Linked DNA regions of Mus musculus: regions 2, 3, 4, 5, 6 and 7 are each linked to region 1. A link is a contact called in public HiChIP or PLAC-seq and promoter capture Hi-C data. All regions are on one chromosome and are shown on one strand. The core of a region is the stretch at or near the end of the contact, and the rest is flanking DNA. Distances in the headings are between cores, read along the strand shown. Region 1 holds the start of Vps39 (VPS39 HOPS complex subunit). Region 2 holds the start of Map1a (microtubule-associated protein 1 A). Region 3 holds the start of Trp53bp1 (transformation related protein 53 binding protein 1). Region 4 holds the start of Ino80 (INO80 complex subunit). Region 5 overlaps Tubgcp4 (tubulin, gamma complex associated protein 4). Region 6 holds the start of Adal (adenosine deaminase-like). Region 7 holds the start of Rtf1 (RTF1, Paf1/RNA polymerase II complex component).

Region 1 (2,595 bases), core at 35-2,534:
AACACTGAGACTAGAGACAGGTGGGTCCCTGGAGCTTACTGGCTTGCCAGTGAGCTAGGCTGGCTAGTTGTAAAAGGGGTGGATATGTCTCAGAAACGAGCAAACAAAAACACAGGCCATTTCTCATAATGTGGAAAACAGCTGAGGAAGACATCTATCTGACCTCTGACCTGAAACATTGGTCAGTAACAGTGGCTCGCCAGAAGTGCTTACCAGATTGCATCTTCATTAATGTATCTGACCTTTGGGCGGGCTTCTCTAACATCTCTTGCAGGTAGATTCTGAGGTTGCTTCCCAACATCCTCCAGTGCACACATAACAGTCCCGTATGCAATCCCTAGGGGATTATGCCCGGGCTAAGGAACATTAGCCTATAATGGCTTTCCTGTTCAAGTGTATGAACTTACTTGAGTTCATACTACTCTCCAAAGTTTGAGTAAAGTTGGAATGAGGTCTGAGCCTGAATTTTTCAAAACTTGCTTGACTAGGCACTAGGAGAGAATCACTGGTCTACAGCTTTAACAATGTAAACCTAAGGTACAACTAAGAATTAGCTGAAATGTAATGATGGTACTGAAGCAATCTATTGACTGGCTAGAGTGTGTCAGACTTGACAGATGTTCACGATTCTAAGCAATCTTATTTTGAAGAAGGTTTTGCAGAGTATGAAAGTAAGGCCTGCAACAATCTATTTCCAAAGAAAAAGAAAAGCCAAATTTCCTAAGTGGTATATCTCCAACCCAAGACTGACGCCAAGGCAGAAGTTCCTTTTTCCTCCGTGGTTGGGAGGGCTGGTTTTTGAGACAGGGCCTCATGTATCCTAGGCTGGCTTCAAACTTGATACGTACTGAAGATAACTCTGAACCTCCTGCGTCCTGGGATGTCAGGCTGCCATCTCTCCTGACACGCAGCCCAGTGAGCTAAATTCCTCTTTATCGCGAGGTCTTCACTAAGTTGACTGCCTAAAATCAGTTTCTCGGGCTGGCGAGATGGTTCAGTGGTTAAGAGCACTGACTGCACTTCCAAAGGTCCTGAGTTCAATTCCCAGCAACCACATGGTGGCTCACAACCATCTGTAATGGGGTCTGATGCCCTCTTCTGGTGTGTCTAAAGACAGCTATAGTGTACTCATATAAATAAAACAAATAAATAAATCTTTAAAAAAAAAAAAAAAAAGATCAGTTTCTCTTCTACCACCACAAACACCAAGGGACTCTGAGCAGCTGGTATGGATGTGAACTCGGGTTGGGGGCGGAGCTTCTGCTGCGGAAGGGGCGGGCTTAAGGCAACAGGAAGTCCGGCGGCGAGGATGGAGTTGTTGCTGAAGGCCCTGTAGCAGGGGTCCCTGGTGGAATACGAGTCTTCCCTGTTTTCGGACGGCAGGCTCCTCCCAGCAGCAGGGGCGGGACAGTGGCGGTGAAGCTCCCGCAGCCATGCATGACGCTTTCGAGCCGGTGCCGATCCTGGAAAAGCTTCCCCTGCAGATCGACTGCCTGGCTGCCTGGGGTGAGCCGCGGGGCCTCGGGTCAGGGAGGCAGCGGCCCCTCACGCCGAGCTATAGAGAGGCAAGGCGTCTGACCCTGTGGGTGGGCTGCGGACGCAGGCTGTCAGAGAGGGCGGACGTGACTGGACCCCGGGCGGCTTGCGTGATTGCTAAGGACAGTCCATTTGTGGACGCTCCGCGCTCTCTCTTGTGCGCTATGCAGTTGGAGGCTGAGCTCACATTATTAATGTGCTCTGTTGGGGCCCATTTCGGTTCCCAAGAAGTCTTGAGTGAAAAGGGCAAAGCCTGCCAGGTGCTTCACCTTGTTAAATGATTGCGGTGTGTTCTAGGTGACAGACAATGTTAGCACCGTATGCTTCAGAGCATTTAGTGTTCACTTAGTTTATTTTTCCTTTTAGTAGTTAGCTCATATAACTACCTTATGTCGTGAGGTGCCCAAGTTACCTGACTGAAGTGGAAGAGCATCATAACAGATTGCTGTGAAACCTGACCCATGCGACCTTGTATACTTTTTCTTGGGATTGACCAATGCAGAAAGCAAGGTCAGCATCCTTCATGTTTTCTGGAGTTCAAGAACGTAAATCTTGGCTCTCAGGCTACATCGAGTGCTTTTCTATGCATCGTTATTACCCATAACAGGCTACGTAAAAATAATTCAGTCTTTTCTGTTAATGTCCATGCCCTAAATATCAAGAAACATCAAGGGCCCATACAAAGGTAAAGTTCAGAATCTGTACGTAGAGTTTACCCTAAGGAAGGCACCACGATGGACCACAAGGAAATGTTGATGGTGACCAGTGTGCCGAGCATCTGTTGCTAGCGCTTCCCAGGCATCCTTGCAGGTTCTTTGTGGCCTCCTTAGAGGGATTCACATCTTTTTTTTTTTTTTTTCCCTGTGCTCTTCTTTGAGCAGCCCCTAGCCTCTGTAAAATAGTACCTCCAATGTAAACTGATGTAGTCCTTTGAATTAGGGAGAGAATAGAACCCAATTTCCTACAGCCATCTCAAGAAAACCTCATTTCCTGGAGGAAAGTGCTCTCAATAGAGAATAATACATGGAGGGGTTCATTTCTCTTTTGTTTCATTAAATA
Region 2 (2,595 bases), core at 72-2,571, 940 kb before region 1:
TCAAAAGTCCCTCCCTTTTTACCTACCCAATCCTCCCATAAGGCCAGTTCTGGCCTGGATACTGGACCCAAAGGACTGAGACAAATAACCCTAGTCCTAACCTTTGACCTCTGAGGAGAAGTGAGCTAGGTGCCGGGTAATGAAGAGTCTCAACTGTTGGTTCAAGTCAAAGGATGATAAGTCAATATTCCAGGAGAGAATCCCTGTAAAAGAAAAGGGGGAAAAAAAATAAGAGGGTTCTAGTCAAAGTCACCCACAGAAAGCATTGCCAAGCTCCTGGGAGAGGAAAGAAATGGGAGGTGATGCCTCCAAGAAGGATAGCTAGTACCTGCTTTTTCCCCTTTCCAGAGGGCAAAGAGCAGAGTTTAGAATGGGCTTACTAATAAATGAGCTTGGAGTTTTTGTTTTTCAAGGCAAAACAGTTACGGTAGAAGTGACACGCAAGGGTCTATTTCCATATACTGTAGGTTTCCATAATGATCCCTCTTGCTAAATCAGATTCTAGATTCTCCTATGCCCCCTCCCTTGCCTCCATCCCCTGCTTCCACCCGCAGGTGGCTCCGCAGCACTGCGCCACAGGCACGGCTGAGGGAGGTGAGCTGCAGAGCCACGAAGGTCACTCTCTAAACTTGGCTGCCAGCATTCAGAGATTTGAGATGTGTACCTCGCGTTCAAAAACCTCCCCTAAAGAAGAAATTGTAAGGTAGGGACATGGACTTTTCAGGGTCTGATGAGGACTTTCGGATATATGGTCCAGTGGCTTCGGGAAAGGGGTGTGACCAGAGGGACCCCAGGGTCTCCACGGAGCTTCTCCTGCTCCTGCTCCGGGACACTGCGGAACAGAATGGGGTATGCAGAAAGGATGGGCAAGCAAGGTGTTGGCAGCTCGAGAGGACAGAGGCACATTCATGGAAGATGCAGGTGACAGGGTCGCAGGTTTCGGGAAGTGCACATAGAGATAGAGGAGACAGAAATGTGCACTGGGAGATGAATGCAGATGGCGGAGAGGCATGGATGGAGTACTGCGTAAAAGCCAGGAGAGCGGCTCACCTTGTTCAAGGTGGGCCCGCACGGCCCTCAGCTGACTCTCTGTACCGATATCGCCGATCACGATGAGCAAGGAGTATTTCCGCAGGTCCCAGCGCGCTGCCGCTACCGCGGCACCGGCCTCGCAAAGAGGCTCCGCCGGGTTCTGAGCTGGCGGTGCACCGAGGCTCTGGAGCCCCAGCTCCGGAGTTGTCTCCATGGCAACGCTGCCAGGCCGCGCGGTCCCGGCTTCGGTCGCCATGGAAACTCCCGCGGAGTGTTAGGCTAGCTGCGTCCGCTGCGGGGAGAGTGCGCGCGGTTCTTAAAGGCCGGCGGCAGGAGCCGTTCATTGGTCACTGCCTTCTAGGGGCGGGGCTGAAGCGCCGCAGGGGCGGGGCGGGGATGCGGTGGTTGTGCCGCTATGGGTGGTGGCTGCAGTCATCCACCTGCAGTTTTCCTGACCAAGTGCCCCTCTCCGACTTGAGCCAGGGTAAGGGTTCTGCGAGACCCAGCCGAGGGCGGAGTCCAAGGCGCGAGAACAACATCCATCTAGTTAGGCTGTGTCTGCGTTGAGCACAGTGTGGGAGGCAGTTCCGCAGCTTCTCTCGAACCTTGGGGAGCCATCTTGCCCTTCGCTGTCTCGGGGTTTCTATCGTGGTCTCCATCTGGCAATTATCGTTGTCTCTATTTTTCCCCCCGCCTCGCTGCATGCCAGGGTCTAGGTTACCAACCTGGGTTTCCCCGTCCTTGCCCCGAGCTCCGGGCGTGGTCAATCAGGCTGCGCAGTATTGGAGGGGACAGGATGACCTTCCTACCCTGAGTCCCTGGAGAGTAGTTATTCCAAGGATAGTGGTTGGCTAGTCTCCATATTTGCTGAGTGCAATGAGCTCAGACTGCAGCAAAGAGTATTTGAGTAAAACCCAGGAAAGACTTCCCAGCTACTAGGGATGTGACACAGTGGATAAATTTAGGAGACCATGTAATTACTGTACAGAACTGAATTAATATTCTCTGTCTTTCCCTCTCCTTCTCTCCATCCCTTCCTTTCCTTCCTCTCCCCTTCTCTTGCTGAACCCCCAACTCCCCATTCTTCAAAGACTCTCCACCACTACAGCTGATCTTACCCTGAGTCATTCTGTTGTGTGCATCAGAGAGAAGGCCTGTGTTTAGGCTCCAGTTATACTTGCTTTTTCTTCCATTTACCTTGCACTTTGGAGATGGTAGAAGAGAAGAAAGGCTACGGAGATGATTCAGTTGGTAAAGTACTTCCCTGGCAAGCAAGTGTTCAGGTTCTCAGAACTGTAAAAAAAAGCCAGGCACAGCGGTGAGCACTTGGAATCGCAGAGATGGTAACTAGGAGGGAGAGACAGATGAATCTCTGGAAGCTCGCAGGCCAGCTATACCATTGAGAGACCCTGGTATCTATAGTACAAAGAAGAAAAGGGTGTCTGAGGGACACCACTCCAGGTTGTCCTCTTGCACTCACATGTGCACACATGAAATCCTACTCCTTAAAAGGATAGAAAAGAGGTAATAGCTGATACCTCAAGCCTGCCAGTGAACCACGTT
Region 3 (2,595 bases), core at 38-2,537, 920 kb before region 1:
AGGAGTCAATCATGAATGATTTTAGGATTAAGAGGTAAGATGTGTCTCTGTGATTTGGGTCATTTTTGCTCTACTTGTAAAACATTCTAGGATTGGAATTTTAGTTATAACAATAGATCCTAAAATTTTCAGAGCGATTTCGTTTAAGCTGATCCTTTTGTTCCCACAAGTAATGCGTATGAAGACAACATGCTTTGATTTTTGGGTTAGGAGAATATGATCACTGTAATTTATAGCAGCAGAGAGGAGATTGGCTGGTAGGATGCTCCTCTCTAAGCTTGGCTTATTTCAAGTGCTAAACTGGGCATTTATAGAAGTTGAGAATCATGTATGGGCTGTGCCTAAATAATTCTGAGTCTGGAGTAGAGAAAACCGCCTCCATTTTAATGCCTTCTATGTATATTCTTGGCACTGTGCTAGGTGCTTTCCCTCCTGACAGCTGCTTGGTTAGAATTCTAGCCCAGATCCAACGGCTCTTTAAATTAAAATGACAGTGAAACCACATATGTATCTTGAGCTCAGTTCATTAATAGTTGTCACAGCTGCCACACCCTTTATAAGACCCTGACACCATGATTAGGATAATTAAATCTCTGGGCCTGGATCCTTTAGGTCATTGAGTTAGTAGGGGTGACAGCTGTTCTCTTTGCTTCTAGTTTGAGGATTACAATGCTCAGTTCGTTCAATGGGAGGTGCAAAGCGTCTGGGGCTGCTGCAATTCCCTAAAAGAAAGGGCAGAGAGAGACAAATAGGGAAGCTTGAAAGGGAGTGGGAACACGAAGACAATATAAAACAACAAAATCAAAACTGCCAGAGACATAGAGTGGGAAAACGGAAGCCTTTAAATTCAGGCAGAGGTCTACAAATGGGATCCTGATCGACACTGGCAAACCCCACAGAGGCTTCTCTTCCATTTCACCATTTCAGAAGTACTAGCTCTCCTCAATTCTCCTCCTCTTTGCCCTTTCTTTGAAAATCCAGGAGACTCTCCTTTTCCACGGAAGTCAGTGAAGGGGCCGAAGCCCTCAAGTGTGAGTAGTGAGTACCCCCGTCCTTCAGGCAGGGGTTTTTATTTCATGCCCTCTTAATGTCCCTTCGGTTCAAGGATACTGTCATGCTGGCTGTATTAGGGGGAGGGCCTGCGACGTCCATGCTACCATGGAAACACGCCGCCGTGTTCCTTTTCTTACGCTGGGGGCGGGCACTTCACCTCAGCCACCTATCATCCATAGGATTTCCTGAGTGGCAGACAACAGCAGCGAATGGGCGATCCGATATTGCGTGACGTGACGGGAAAAGGGGGAGCTCGCGGCCAGTGGCGGCGGTGGCGACAGTGGCGACCTGGGGATCGACCTGGAGGGGCCTGGGCAGCGTGCAGAAACCTCTAGATCCAGCGCGAGGCACCTCTCGCCGGGATGCCAGGTAGTGCTGCGAGCGGAGCCGAGCTAGCGGGCCGCAGAGGCCCGGGTGGCGGGCTTGAAGGGCTGGCCGCCTGGAGGGGGCGGGGTGGCAAGCATGGCGGCGGTGACGGGGACGGGGTTGGAGGGCCGGGGAGGGGGTGGGGAGGCAGCCGCCGCGGTGGTCCTGAGGCCGCATGAGGGCCGTGGGCTTCCCGCCCGCCGGGGTTGCGAAGAGGTCTTCCCGGGGCTCAGTGGCGTCAGAACGCGGGGAGAGTTGTGTGGGGGATGGAAAGGGGCGGGGAGAAGAGGTGAGGAAGGAAGCGTGTCTGAGGGAAGGTGAAGAGAAAGGAGGGAGGGAGGGGGAGATCGAAGGATCCAGAGGCGCGGTGGTAAATAACGGAGAAATGAGGGCTGGGGAGATGGCTGAGAAAGTGCTAAGAGCGATTGCAAATGTGGGCTACTGGGTAGCCCTAGAATGGTCCCTTTCTCGATCTCACACTTCCGCCCCTTTATTTAGTCTCAGATTGTGTGTGGAAAGCTCAATAGGGTTACTCTTCGAACTGATCTTTTGTTATTCCATTCCAGGGGAGCAGATGGACCCTACTGGAAGTCAATTGGATTCAGATTTCTCTCAGCAAGACACTCCTTGCCTGATAATAGAAGATTCTCAGCCTGAAAGCCAGGTTCTGGAAGAAGATGCAGGCTCTCACTTCAGCGTGCTATCTCGACACCTTCCTAATCTGCAGATGCACAAAGAGAACCCCGTGTTGGTGAGTGAGTGATGATGCCCTGTTCAAGTTATTATTTTTTTCTGACCCCCCTACACCAAACTAACCCAGAAAATTAACGTGTTTAGTTGATTGTTAGCTTTTGGATAAAGTTGGTGGGGAACGAAAAATGAAATCAACGTGTTCTCACCCACAGAAAGGTCCCTGTTGTACTACTTTGTGTACTGTGAGGATCTTATGTGCTCATGTTTTCTAGGATATTGTATCAAATCCGGAACAATCTGCTGTAGAACAAGGAGACAGTAATAGCTCATTCAATGAACATCTGAAAGAAAAGAAAGCTTCAGGTGAGCAGTTGAAGGCTTGGCTCTCTGCAGTGTTTAAGGTCCTGTGGGGGCAGAACGATTTAAACATGCAGTTGAGATTATGTGTAAGGAAGCCTAGTTTGTTATCTAGTGTTCAGTAAG
Region 4 (2,595 bases), core at 53-2,552, 880 kb after region 1:
CTGCTGAGCTGTCTAGCCAGACCCTCTTATAAAGTGTTACTGTTAAACTTTGTGAACATTTAAGGTCTTGTTTACGGACACTTTTTCTCCTGAACTTAAAGCATATCGAGGCCAAGAAACATTAAAAAAAAAAAAAAAAAAAAAAAAAGAGCCGGGCGTGGCAGCGCACGCCTTTAGTCCCAGCAAGCGGATTTCTGAGTTCGAGGCCAGCCTGGTCTACAAAGTGCGGTTCCAGGACAGCCAGGGCTACACAGAAAAACCCTGTCTCGAAAAACAAACAAACAAAAAAAAACAAGACATTTTTTAAATAATCATTTTCTAGACTTTAATTTTAAGCAGTTCAGTTCCAAAGGATGCAACTTGGACCCAACTGGAGTTGCACAAGGCACAGTACAGGCAAAACAGATAATATTAAACAAGCGATTCTTGCAGAAAACGAAAGGGTGAAGTCCAACAATTCTATATACGTCTTGGAAACGAGTGGATTAAGTGCAGAAGACTGCATGATGGCGCACACTGTAACCTCAGTCCTCGGGAGGCTGAGGCAGGAGACATCCCCCGAGCTTGACGCTAGCTAGCCTGGGCTATTAACCAAACCCAGACAAAATAACCATGAAACAACCGCCCCGCCCCGCCCCGCCCGCCCCAGCTCTGCGGTTGCTCGAGTGTGGGCAGGGCGACTCACCCCACTGGGGAAATGGAAAGTGCATGGAAGGTGAAAGCGCCTTCGTGCCAACGGTCTCGGGCCGAAGGGGGACAGTGTCGTCAGGAAGACGACCAGGAGACGTCTCCAAGTTGGCTCTTACAAGGATCCATCCCCGCCCGAGCTGGCCTCGGGGTAGGCCAGCACTACCTGGAGAAAACTTCCAGCGACAACGCCAAGCAGTCCCTCCCACCTGCAGGACCAAAATGAGTCCCTGGTTTTTGGGCGGTTTCCATTGACGTTACTTCCGGAAAAGTAACCTTTCTGTGGCAGTTGCAGGGCCGCTGAGCTCTCGCGACATCTCCTCCCGCGAGATCTGCTTGCTCACTCTAGCGATGACATCCTCCTCCTCCTCCCCGTCGCCTTTCGGCAATCTTCGCCAGTCCCAGCCCCGACCAATCTGCACTCAGATAGTATAGATGAGGGTCTCCCCCAGAACCCCGGTCCGCGCGGGGCGTCGGGCGGCGGCAGCGGGGTACAAGCTGCACGAGGCCGCCCGTAGCGGCACGGTCGGCGGACACGGGCTAGCGACTAGCAGTGGGCGTGGGCGGGGCAGGGCTAAGCCGGCCGAGTACCTGCTCGATTGTTCTGGCCTGGCTATGGCGCCTCTCCTCCCCCCCGCCATGGCTCCCCGTGTCCCTGCTCCGCTCCTCTCAGTGAGTGAAAGTGGCCGCCGCCGCCGCCGGCCCAGCGCCCGCAGCCGCCTCAGCGCCGCCGCCATCTTGGGGTCCCAGGAGCCGCCGAGGGAGCGAGCTAGGAGCGTTCCCGTCCAACGCAGTCACCGTCCCTCGGCCTCCGAGAGCGAAGCGCGGCTCCACAGTCGGCGGGGCGACCCCCCCCTCCGGACCCCGCCCGCCCCCCGCCCCCCCTCCGCCGCCGCCGCGGCGGCGGGGCCCCTCGGCCCGAGGTGAGGTTGAGAAGACGTGGGCGGGTGGACGGAGGGGGTGTCGTGTAGGCCCCTGTGCGCCCCTCTCTGCGGGCGACGACTGGGCCGCTTCTTAAAGGGGCCGTCGCCCCCGGCCCTGGGGTTTGTTGGGGTTAGAGAGGATGGGTGTGGACACTCCCCATAGGGTTGGGACCTCAGAGACCTGGGCCTCGGCTCTCCTGTCGTGTATCTCTGGCTCTCCGGGGTTATGGGTGACCTCGGCCACCCGAGGAAGCCCGTGGAGCACCCACACGTGGGGAGTGTTAGGCCAGGTGCACGTGGGACCCGGTGGGGCGGTGTCGCTCTAACACGTGTGTGGGTTTGGGAGTGGGGAGGGGCAGGGCGGAGGCTTGTCGGGCTGGACCAGGAACCGGACGAGGGTTCTACCTGTCAATTCAAACGAATGAGATCTATGGACTGGATAGAGTATCAGTTTAATGGGGAGCGAGCCACGGTTACGGGCGAATGATGCAAGTTGCTAGTTGGTGTTAGACGGGGACAGGCTAACACGTGCACAGACTTAGAAATGTGTCTGTGACAGCACTTCTGGGTTTTCGAGGCGTTTGCAGTGCGTCTCAGCAAGTGTCATCTTACTTTGACAATTCCTTCTTGAGCTTGCTGATGAAAAGTACTACTTCCGTAATCACGGAGGATGGAAGCCCCCTACAGTTTAGAAGTTGGATATTGCCGAAGAAGGCGTTTAACTATTTTAGTTCAGAACCAACTGTGCTCAGGACTCTTTGATTTACATTCTTGTACTTCTTAGGACTCGGGAAGGAATTTGGAGGTTGAACTCCTTAAAACATCGCTGATGATCAGCTTAGTTTTCCCAGTTAGTGATCCATGATTTACATCCCTAATTTTCACTGTGGGTTATTGATGCTTCCTTTCTTCCGGTCGTGTCTTTTTTTTTTTTTTTTTTTTTCTTTTTCCTGTTTGTTTTTTGTTTTTGGCCTGGATGGCCGGG
Region 5 (2,595 bases), core at 27-2,526, 830 kb before region 1:
TTTAAGCAATATCTATTTACAAATTCTGCCTTACAGAAGGTACTAGGAGGAAAATTCCCAACCTAAAGAGGCTAACTATACCCAAGAAAACACAGGGAATGAATAATTCCAGACAGCAAATCAAAAAAGGAGAAACACCATCACCACCAAGATAACCAGAATTAACAAACACTTCTCACCTTGTCATCAAGAATAGACATTACCTAAGGGTAAAATGATGGAAAAAGCTATTCCAAGCAAATGCACTTAAGAAGCAAGCTGGTGTATTGACAAAACAGACTTTAAACCAAAACTAATCAGAAAAGACAGGGAGTACACTACATACTCATCAAAGGAAAACTCCAAGAAGACAATTCTTAACATCCATGCATCAAACACAAGGACACCCAAGTTCTTAAAAGAAACATGGCTACAGCTTAAATCACATACCAACCCTCACACACTAACAGTGGTAAACTTCAATATCCCACTCTCTCCAATAGACAGGCCATCTAGACAAAAACGAAACGAAAATACTGGAGCTAACTGATGTTATACCAAATGGACTTAACATGTATTTTACAGAACATTTCACCCAATCACAAAAGAATATACCTTCTTCTCAGTGCCTCACAGAACTTTCTCCAAAACCGACCACATACTTGGATACAAAGCAAGTCTCAAGAAAATTGAAATACCACCTGATATCCTATCTAGATTAAAACTGGATATCATTAATAACAGAAACCTTACAGACTCATAGAAACTAAACAACTCACTACTGAATGAAAAATGGGCCAAGACAGAAATTAAGAAAGAAGACTTTCTAGAGTTTAATGAAAAGGAATATACAACATATAAAAACTTATAAAATAAAATGAGTGCTATTCTAAGTGTCAAATTCATAGCACTAAGTGCCTACATATGGGGTTGGTGAGATGGCTCGGCAGCTAAGAGCACTGGCTGTTCTTCCAGAGGTCCTGAGTTCAATTCCCAGCAACCACATAGTGGCCCATGACTATCTATAAAGGGTTCTGATGCCCTCTTCTGGCATGCAGGTGTATCTGCAGAGGGCGCACTCACATTAAAAATATAAACAAAGTGAGTTATTTGTCATTTATTTAAAAAAAAAAAGAAAAAAAACTGGAGAGATCTCATACTAGTACTTAACAGCACACCCGAAGGCTCCAGAACAAAAAGAACTCACATTCAAAAGAAGCAGACAGACAGCAAAAAATAATCATACTCAGCATGAGTCAGTGAAAAGTGCAGGTCAGCACTCCTCACATTATTCTACAAATAGAAACAGGAAGAACACTGCCCAATTTGTTTTATGGGGCCAATTACCCAATACCCAAACCACATAAGACCCATCAAAGAAAGAATCAGATCAATTTCAGTTATGAACATCAATGCAAAAATTCTCAATAATATACTTGCAAACAGATTCTAAGAACACATTAAGAAGATGAGTCACCTGATATGACCTCAAAATAAACCAGGACAAGTGAAGTCACTTGACTCCCTCCCCTATTCCCAATACTTACGGAAGCCAGGACTTACTTTTCTAATGCGCTTCGGACTGGAGGCAAGCCCCCACAGCTATGTTTGTAAACTGTTTCCAGGATTTGACAGCCATGAATCTGTGGAAAATATAGCCTTATCAATCTAGGTTACAGAAACTCATATTCTACATCAACCAAGACAGCACAGTCCAGTAGCTAATATAGTCCCTCCCAAGATGTCTATATAGTCAATTTGTAAAGACAGACTCTTCCGCCCTCAGTGTCAGTGTTACCTGTTGTCTCAGGTTTCTAAAGGCAACTTGCTGGGGAAAGGGTTATATCAGTTTATAGTTTGTATAGGTTTATAGGTCATCATGAAGGCTAGTAGGGGCAAGAGCTCAAGGCAGGAACTGAAGCAAAGGCCATCGAGAAATGTTGCTTACTGGCTTACTGTGCCCCACTCCCACCCCCACAGCTGGCTCAGCCTGCCCTATTATCCAAGACCACCTGCCCAGGTGTGGCACTGCCGTCAGTGACCTGGGCCTCCCACACCAATCATTCATCAAGAAAATGCACTATAGATTTGCCTATAAGTAATCTGATGGAGGTGTTTCCTCAACTGAGGTTCCTTTTCACAAATGACTCATTTGTCAAGTTGGCAAAAATATTTTTTTAAATAAATGCAAATTTGGGGGTAAAGCTCAGACACCTATGGTTTACCAAGCACTTCAGGTGCTTGCTAGTACACTCTAATATACACACTGGCTTGAGAGCCAAGTCACTGAAGAAACCAGAGTCATGGGGAACTGGCACTTCAAAACCAAGGAAAAGTCTTTGATAAGGTTCAAGTCAGACTACTAACTAGGTATGAACCCTGACCCTAACTGGAAGTCTCTGTGCCCTCCAGGCTTTTCTTACAAATCACTTTGAGGTATAATTTGTATATCCTAAATTTACATGCCTATCTAAAGTGTATTAAGGGCTTTTAGTAAATTTACAGTATTACACAATCATCACTCTGATATGAGTTTATACTATTTCATCACTCTAAAAACAATCCCCTTAGGTGAGCCTATTTGCAATTGGTCCCCATTCTCCCCCTCAGCCCATG
Region 6 (2,595 bases), core at 55-2,554, 790 kb before region 1:
GAGTTGTCATGAAAAAAAATCTGTAAATTAATAGAAAAAGAAAGGAAAAAATAAAGAGGGGGAAGGAAGTGGGGGGAAAGAGCAAGCATCTCCATCAGAGCGTGGATGAAAGCCAAAGGACATGCGCAAGGTGAGCTGTGCACTGCTGTGGAAAGTCACGCCATTTTAACCTGCCTCTGTGTCTCACCATCAGGATGTCCTCAGCACTAGTAGTAAGCTGATGTATAACTTGGAACATCTGGAAACATCTACAAATGAAAAAAAAAATGTCTTAACACACTTCCCTCATCAAAACCTGTTACTCAAGAAAAACCCTCAGAATGGAATTAATTAGTAAATTTGAGGTTAATAGTAAGTATATATTTAAATTTACAAAGAACTATAGGATACACCTTTTTTCAAAATTACATTGATCTAGAAAGACAATTTAATAGCTAAAATAAGATATTACTTATTTATATTGAAAAGTATGAAACAGCCATTCCTATTCTTTAATCCTGCCAGGACTAGCAAATAGAGAAAAATCAATCTGTCTTTATTTTCAAATCTAAGGAACAACTCAATATGACAAACAATATAAATCATTAAACATACTGTCAGTCTGACAGTTGGAAAAGCACTGTGAGTTAGGTTATATATTTTATGCCAGATGTCTACCCTATCTAAGTATTAAAATCTGATTCTTATATATTATAATCCCAAAATACAGCCACAAAAAATTCCCACAACCTCCCAAACTCACTCTTGTAAAGTCCTTTTCTTCCCCTTGTCAATCATGGTCATGTGACCATGAACGTTAAGATGTGGCTTCTTGGCTATCAGTTTCTTCATGGTACTGGAACTAATGGAGCCATTCAAGTGGGCATGGAGCTCCTAACACAAGAGGACAATCAGTTCACAAGAGTCCACGAGATCCAGAGCCCCATACATCAGGCCCTGGTGGCCTGGTTCCTAGTTGTAGTTTATACTAGGCCAGCTACTTGGTTCAGCTATACCCACTCTACAATTTCTACCCATAAGCTTTACTTCTCTTTTGTGGAAAACAATACAAAAGCCATTATACAGTAACAAGAACTCTGTAGTTAATTCTTACCACTTTTGGTAATTGCAGATAAAAGTCTGTCTTCCCAGGCCACTGCTGTCCGGCCTCCATCACTTCAGTAGAAGGAAAAGTTTCTCTTTGCTCTTATTCTCGGCTTGGACGATAAACTTATCAAAGTGGGAATCTCTGAGGTGCTGGACTTCCTTCAGATTGCCATTTTAAACAAGACTTGCACTATGTGTGGCTCTGGGATCACTTTCACCTACAATAACAAATGTAACTATTTTCAGATCTAACATGCAAACAGAAACACAGTCACTGCTGATATCTTCTTTTTACACCTCCCAAGCCCCCTCAACCCCCTGCTCCCACTAACTTAAGTTAAGCAAAGCTAACTTAGGTGTGTCTGCAATGGGGAAATGACTAGTAAAAAAAAAAAAGAACAAGAAAAAAAAAAACACCCGAAAACTAAAAATCCAGCGTTCGTCTGTCCCTTTAACTCTGGGCTCCTTTAATCTACTGCGTAGGTCAGGTTAGCTTACACATGTAGCACGAATTTGCTTTTACAAGAAAACATGTTATTTCATATTTACGTCGCACAAACACTTTCCTTAAATGGGTTGGGTCTGTCAGGCGAAAATCCTGTCTCTGGATGGAGGGTAGTATTTGCTGCCTCCTGTCTCTGATCCTTCTGGTCGACTAGATGCCTTTATTAACATATCTTGCACGCACTGAATCATTCTGCCACACAATCTGCTCTTCTAAGACCACTAACGAGTTCCTAACCCTAAAACATTTTCCAATAACCAAATCTTCATAGAAAATTTTTCTTGATCCAGTTGGACTCCAGAACTCATACTCTCAGCCGTTACATACTACTGCTCTGAGTTAACCATTCTTCAAGTCTTTCTATTTCCTTTCCTAATCCAAGCAGACACTAAATTAGTAAATGATGAAGTTTCTACGCATCTCTGGGAGTGCTTTCTTACTGGTATCTCCTAAGCATCAAATGTAGAAACTTTAAAAGTCCAACCTGGGTTGCTTCCTTTAAACAACAACGCCACAGGGAATAATCACATCTCTTCTATAGCGATTTTCAGCAGACATACTCAATACCACATACGAATCACAGAATCTTGGAAGTGGAGGGGAGTGTCATTTTTACATGCTGAATACTTACTCACTGTAGACCTAGCACAGAATTTAGACTACATGAGAATAAACAGCACGTACAGGGGCAGTGGGTTAATAATAATCAGTAATTATCCGTAAAGGTCTCTTTCTTCACTTTCCATATGGCCTAATTTAAGATCTAAATGAGTTCTCCCTCGCAACGAGAACACTCAATAAAGGAGCAACTGTTACTTTTGTGCAAGGACCAATCTACTCTGGATTGCTTAAGATCCGAGGTGCTGGTCCTCTTTTGCCGGACCAAACCGGTATCAGGTCGTCAGCCTCCGATTCACCTAAAAATGTTCTCAAATAAGAGGATCTACACAAGTTTTTTTTTTCCCTGCAGAAAATGCCTGTACAAAGAGGTAACTTGAGCTCTC
Region 7 (2,595 bases), core at 42-2,541, 680 kb after region 1:
ACAAATACTTTGTAGTTTATACCAACATTTTTTATTATAAACATTTGTTTTATGCAACTGTCCAATTCAATACATGAGGCTGATATTATATGTCCATTTTACAGTGGAAACCAAAGGTAAATGGCTAGAAAGAAATTAGGAATCAGAATTACAGATTCTGAGTTTAGTACTCAATCTACTCCATTTATAAAGCTTCCTACCCTTCCTTTATGTCATTTACTCATGAAACATGGAGGAAATCATCTCCTGATACCATCAGAGTACTACTACACAAACAGCTTCCTCCCTGCAGTGTTTTTTTAAAGTACAGAAGCAATGCCGGGTACTCCAAGACGCTAAAGCCACAAGTTACTTTCAGTACTTCTCAGATCTTCAAGTGAAAAAGAATTCTATGCTGCTGCATAAAAGAGGCTGAGCGCTTGGAACACAGTCTCTCTCTGCTGCCCTACAATTCAAACTTCCAGTTATCTGCCCTCTCTCCTCCTCCAAAGAGTTTTTTGTCAGACATCCCAACGAGAACCCATTTCGACCGTAAATGATCATAGTCTCCCCCCCACCCCAAGCACCACGAAAGCTCTTCGGGACATGTATGGGTGTCTCTCCTATGTCCACATGCCTGGTCTGAAAAACTTCACCTTCCAGAGTCCACACCTTCTAGACAAATTTTCCCTCCCACCGCCCCATGCTCACCCTTGCACCTCCTCCAAAATCTCTCAGCCATTGGGGTTGGCGGGCGATACTTCCTATCTCGCCCAGCCCGAATCTCCCTGCCTGCAGTCATGACGTCCCGATCCGGCCCAAGCAGACAGCGGCCCCCTTCAGTACCCCAAACCCCGAGGCCCATCAGCCCAATTCCCTGCCCCGCCTCCCGGCCCAAGGCGCCAAGTCCTCGGGGCTCTGTCTCCAGGCCTGGCCCGGGCTCCAAGGGCCTAAGATTCAGCGGGGAGACAGGAAGGGACTACAGTAGCGGGACGGACACCAGGCTGGCCGGGCGCTCGGGCCGGGCGACTCCCAGCTCCCGTGGCCAGGACTGAGCCCTCCCGCTCTGCCGGCCCGCGCCTCCGCGGCCTGCCCTCACCTGATCCAGGTTCTCGTCACTGCCGCTGTCTTCCGTATCCGAGTCGATCACGACACGGCCTTTCCGCTTCTTTACCATGGTGGTCCCCCGGCTTCCACGCCGGACGCCGCCCTGACTCCCCTCTTGCCCGCCTGCCAGTGGGACCGCCACTGCCGCCGCCGCCACCGCCGCCGCCACCGCCGCCGCTCGACCCACACAAAGGCGACCGCGCATGCGCGCTCCGCTCCGCCCCTAGCCCCGCCCCCCGCCTGGCGCACGCCGTTCGCCGGCGCCTGGCGCCCCGCCCCGCCCCACCTCCGACGCAGCGCGAGGGGCGGAGCCACGCGCCCGAGGGTTCCGGACCAACGCTCCCTGATCTAGCTGTCCGGAAGCTTCTGCAGTGTTGGAGTTGTAGGCTGCCCAGGAGTTCCCTACTTGAAGCGAATTTGAGCCTCCGGACCAGGGTCCACTCTGAGGAAACTCATCCATCTCCAGCCCTGGAATGCGGCCTCAGGGACCACCCGCATAGTCGACAGCCCCTGGAAATTGCTGAGAGCTTGGGTGGAGGAGCCAGAGTCCGCCTGCCTGGGCTGTTATTAGTGACAGCCTAAATGCGACCCAAAAACTAGGGAAGACTATTCCAGCGATAATCGGAGAACTCAGATTCATTGTAGGGAAGGACCAGGTGTCGGGGTGTGGGATGAGCAGAGAGGTGGCCCGGGAAGAAAGCAGTAATTTAATGAGCTATGCTAAGTAGTTTCAAACTCGCTTGAGTGTCCTGGGTCTTTGGTAAGGAACGACAGTGACTTCAACACTGGAAGAGAATGAGAATAGAGAAATAGATGGGTTCTGAATTATTTGCTAGTTGGGGCGCAGAGGAGGCAGAGGTTTCAGATTCTGATTTAGGAAGATGAGTGTGAGCTTTGTCAAGAAAATATGACAGAGGTTTGGAAGGGAAGAGGGCTGTATAGGAAATGTTTTATGTCGTTGAATTTGAAGTCATCTGACAAAAAGGTCAACGCTGGGAATGCATTTTTATATATTATTTATGTGCAGCAGGGTTTATATTAGGGAGTATTAACAGTTACAATTTGAAGTTGTTCTCAAGTCTTAGAACGCACTGGTTCACTCATTCTGATAGACAACTTTAGAATTCAAATCTTTCTCGACTAAGTTGATGAGGTCTTGCTTTCTTACTATCCCACTTTGACTCTCTAAGTTATTTTTCTCAGCTCAACTACAGTACACATCACATCCCTTGCCAGGTGTGGTAATTATAAACCCATATTTTTAGATACTTGGAAGGTTAAGACAGGAAGAACATAAGGAACACAAGTTCAAGGCCTGCCTAAGTCTGCATAATGAGTCCAAGGCTAAGACCCTGTCTTAGTCGATCAATCAATATATAAATAAATACCAGGCAATGGTGGCCCATGCCTTTAATCTCAGGACTTGAAAGGCAGAGGTGGGCAGATCTCTGCATTCCAGGCCAGCCTGTCTACAAATCAAGTTTCAGAACAGCAAGAGCTGTTGTACGT

What was found. Promoter capture Hi-C pulls out the DNA fragments that hold promoters and counts their contacts. HiChIP or PLAC-seq counts read pairs in DNA pulled down with a chosen protein or histone mark. Capture Hi-C pulls out chosen DNA fragments and counts their contacts.
Region 2: a contact with region 1 is called in a promoter capture Hi-C map of liver, with 2.2 times the contacts expected there. The contact joins the promoter of Map1a here to the promoter of Vps39 in region 1. A contact is called at or near these places in 3 of 39 promoter capture datasets (the C10 cell line, hippocampal neurons and liver) and 1 of 9 other capture datasets (liver).
Region 3: a promoter capture Hi-C map of liver shows a contact between it and region 1, with 2.7 times the contacts expected there. The contact joins the promoter of Trp53bp1 here to the promoter of Vps39 in region 1. A contact is called at or near these places in 1 of 39 promoter capture datasets (liver), 1 of 484 Hi-C or Micro-C datasets (short-term hematopoietic stem cells) and 1 of 9 other capture datasets (liver).
Region 4: a contact with region 1 is called in an H3K4me3 HiChIP or PLAC-seq map of bone marrow-derived macrophages, with 2.9 times the contacts expected there. The contact joins the promoter of Ino80 here to the promoter of Vps39 in region 1. A contact is called at or near these places in 1 of 115 datasets of contacts at active chromatin or transcription factors (bone marrow-derived macrophages) and 1 of 9 other capture datasets (adipose tissue).
Region 5: a contact with region 1 is called in an H3K4me3 HiChIP or PLAC-seq map of bone marrow-derived macrophages, with 4 times the contacts expected there. The contact joins the enhancer-like site here to the promoter of Vps39 in region 1. A contact is called at or near these places in 3 of 39 promoter capture datasets (the C10 cell line, liver and neutrophils) and 4 of 115 datasets of contacts at active chromatin or transcription factors (astrocytes, bone marrow-derived macrophages, large pre-B cells and 1 more).
Region 6: a contact with region 1 is called in a promoter capture Hi-C map of liver, with 4 times the contacts expected there. The contact joins the promoter of Adal here to the promoter of Vps39 in region 1. A contact is called at or near these places in 3 of 39 promoter capture datasets (the C10 cell line, cranial neural crest and hippocampal neurons), 6 of 115 datasets of contacts at active chromatin or transcription factors (astrocytes, bone marrow-derived macrophages, cardiomyocytes and 3 more) and 2 of 9 other capture datasets (liver and pancreatic islet).
Region 7: a contact with region 1 is called in a promoter capture Hi-C map of liver, with 2.9 times the contacts expected there. The contact joins the promoter of Rtf1 here to the promoter of Vps39 in region 1. A contact is called at or near these places in 1 of 39 promoter capture datasets (liver), 1 of 115 datasets of contacts at active chromatin or transcription factors (pancreatic cancer cells) and 1 of 9 other capture datasets (liver).

What each region holds. Positions count from the first base shown.
Region 1 is chr2:120,351,826-120,354,420 of GRCm38.p6, reverse strand. It overlaps Vps39 (VPS39 HOPS complex subunit), which reads left to right and starts at 1,284. Exons shown (of 25, transcript NM_178851.4): 1 at 1,284-1,506. The coding sequence starts at 1,434.
Region 2 is chr2:121,288,328-121,290,922 of GRCm38.p6, reverse strand. Map1a (microtubule-associated protein 1 A) reads right to left here and starts at 1,321. Exons shown (of 7, transcript NM_032393.2): 1 at 1,051-1,321; 2 at 102-203. The coding sequence starts at 1,288. It also overlaps a transcript of Trp53bp1 not described here.
Region 3 is chr2:121,270,099-121,272,693 of GRCm38.p6, reverse strand. Trp53bp1 (transformation related protein 53 binding protein 1) reads left to right here and starts at 1,287. Exons shown (of 28, transcript NM_013735.4): 1 at 1,287-1,422; 2 at 1,986-2,170; 3 at 2,385-2,475. The coding sequence starts at 1,416.
Region 4 is chr2:119,476,394-119,478,988 of GRCm38.p6, reverse strand. It overlaps Ino80 (INO80 complex subunit), which reads left to right and starts at 1,302. Exons shown (of 36, transcript NM_026574.4): 1 at 1,302-1,610.
Region 5 is chr2:121,177,697-121,180,291 of GRCm38.p6, reverse strand. Tubgcp4 (tubulin, gamma complex associated protein 4) reads right to left here. Exons shown (of 18, transcript NM_153387.3): 6 at 1,543-1,622. Among named protein-coding and RNA genes, the nearest start is that of Tubgcp4, 7.8 kb to the right of the region's middle. Within about 2 kb of position 1,276, at least 10 of the 459 cell types and tissues checked have an H3K27ac peak or open chromatin away from gene starts, as enhancers often do. A contact at or near this core is called in bone marrow-derived macrophages, where this site is marked.
Region 6 is chr2:121,140,802-121,143,396 of GRCm38.p6, reverse strand. It overlaps Adal (adenosine deaminase-like), which reads right to left and starts at 1,304. Exons shown (of 10, transcript NM_029475.2): 1 at 1,094-1,304; 2 at 743-873; 3 at 188-248. The coding sequence starts at 1,153.
Region 7 is chr2:119,673,764-119,676,358 of GRCm38.p6, reverse strand. It overlaps Rtf1 (RTF1, Paf1/RNA polymerase II complex component), which reads right to left and starts at 1,291. Exons shown (of 18, transcript NM_030112.2): 1 at 1,079-1,291. The coding sequence starts at 1,291.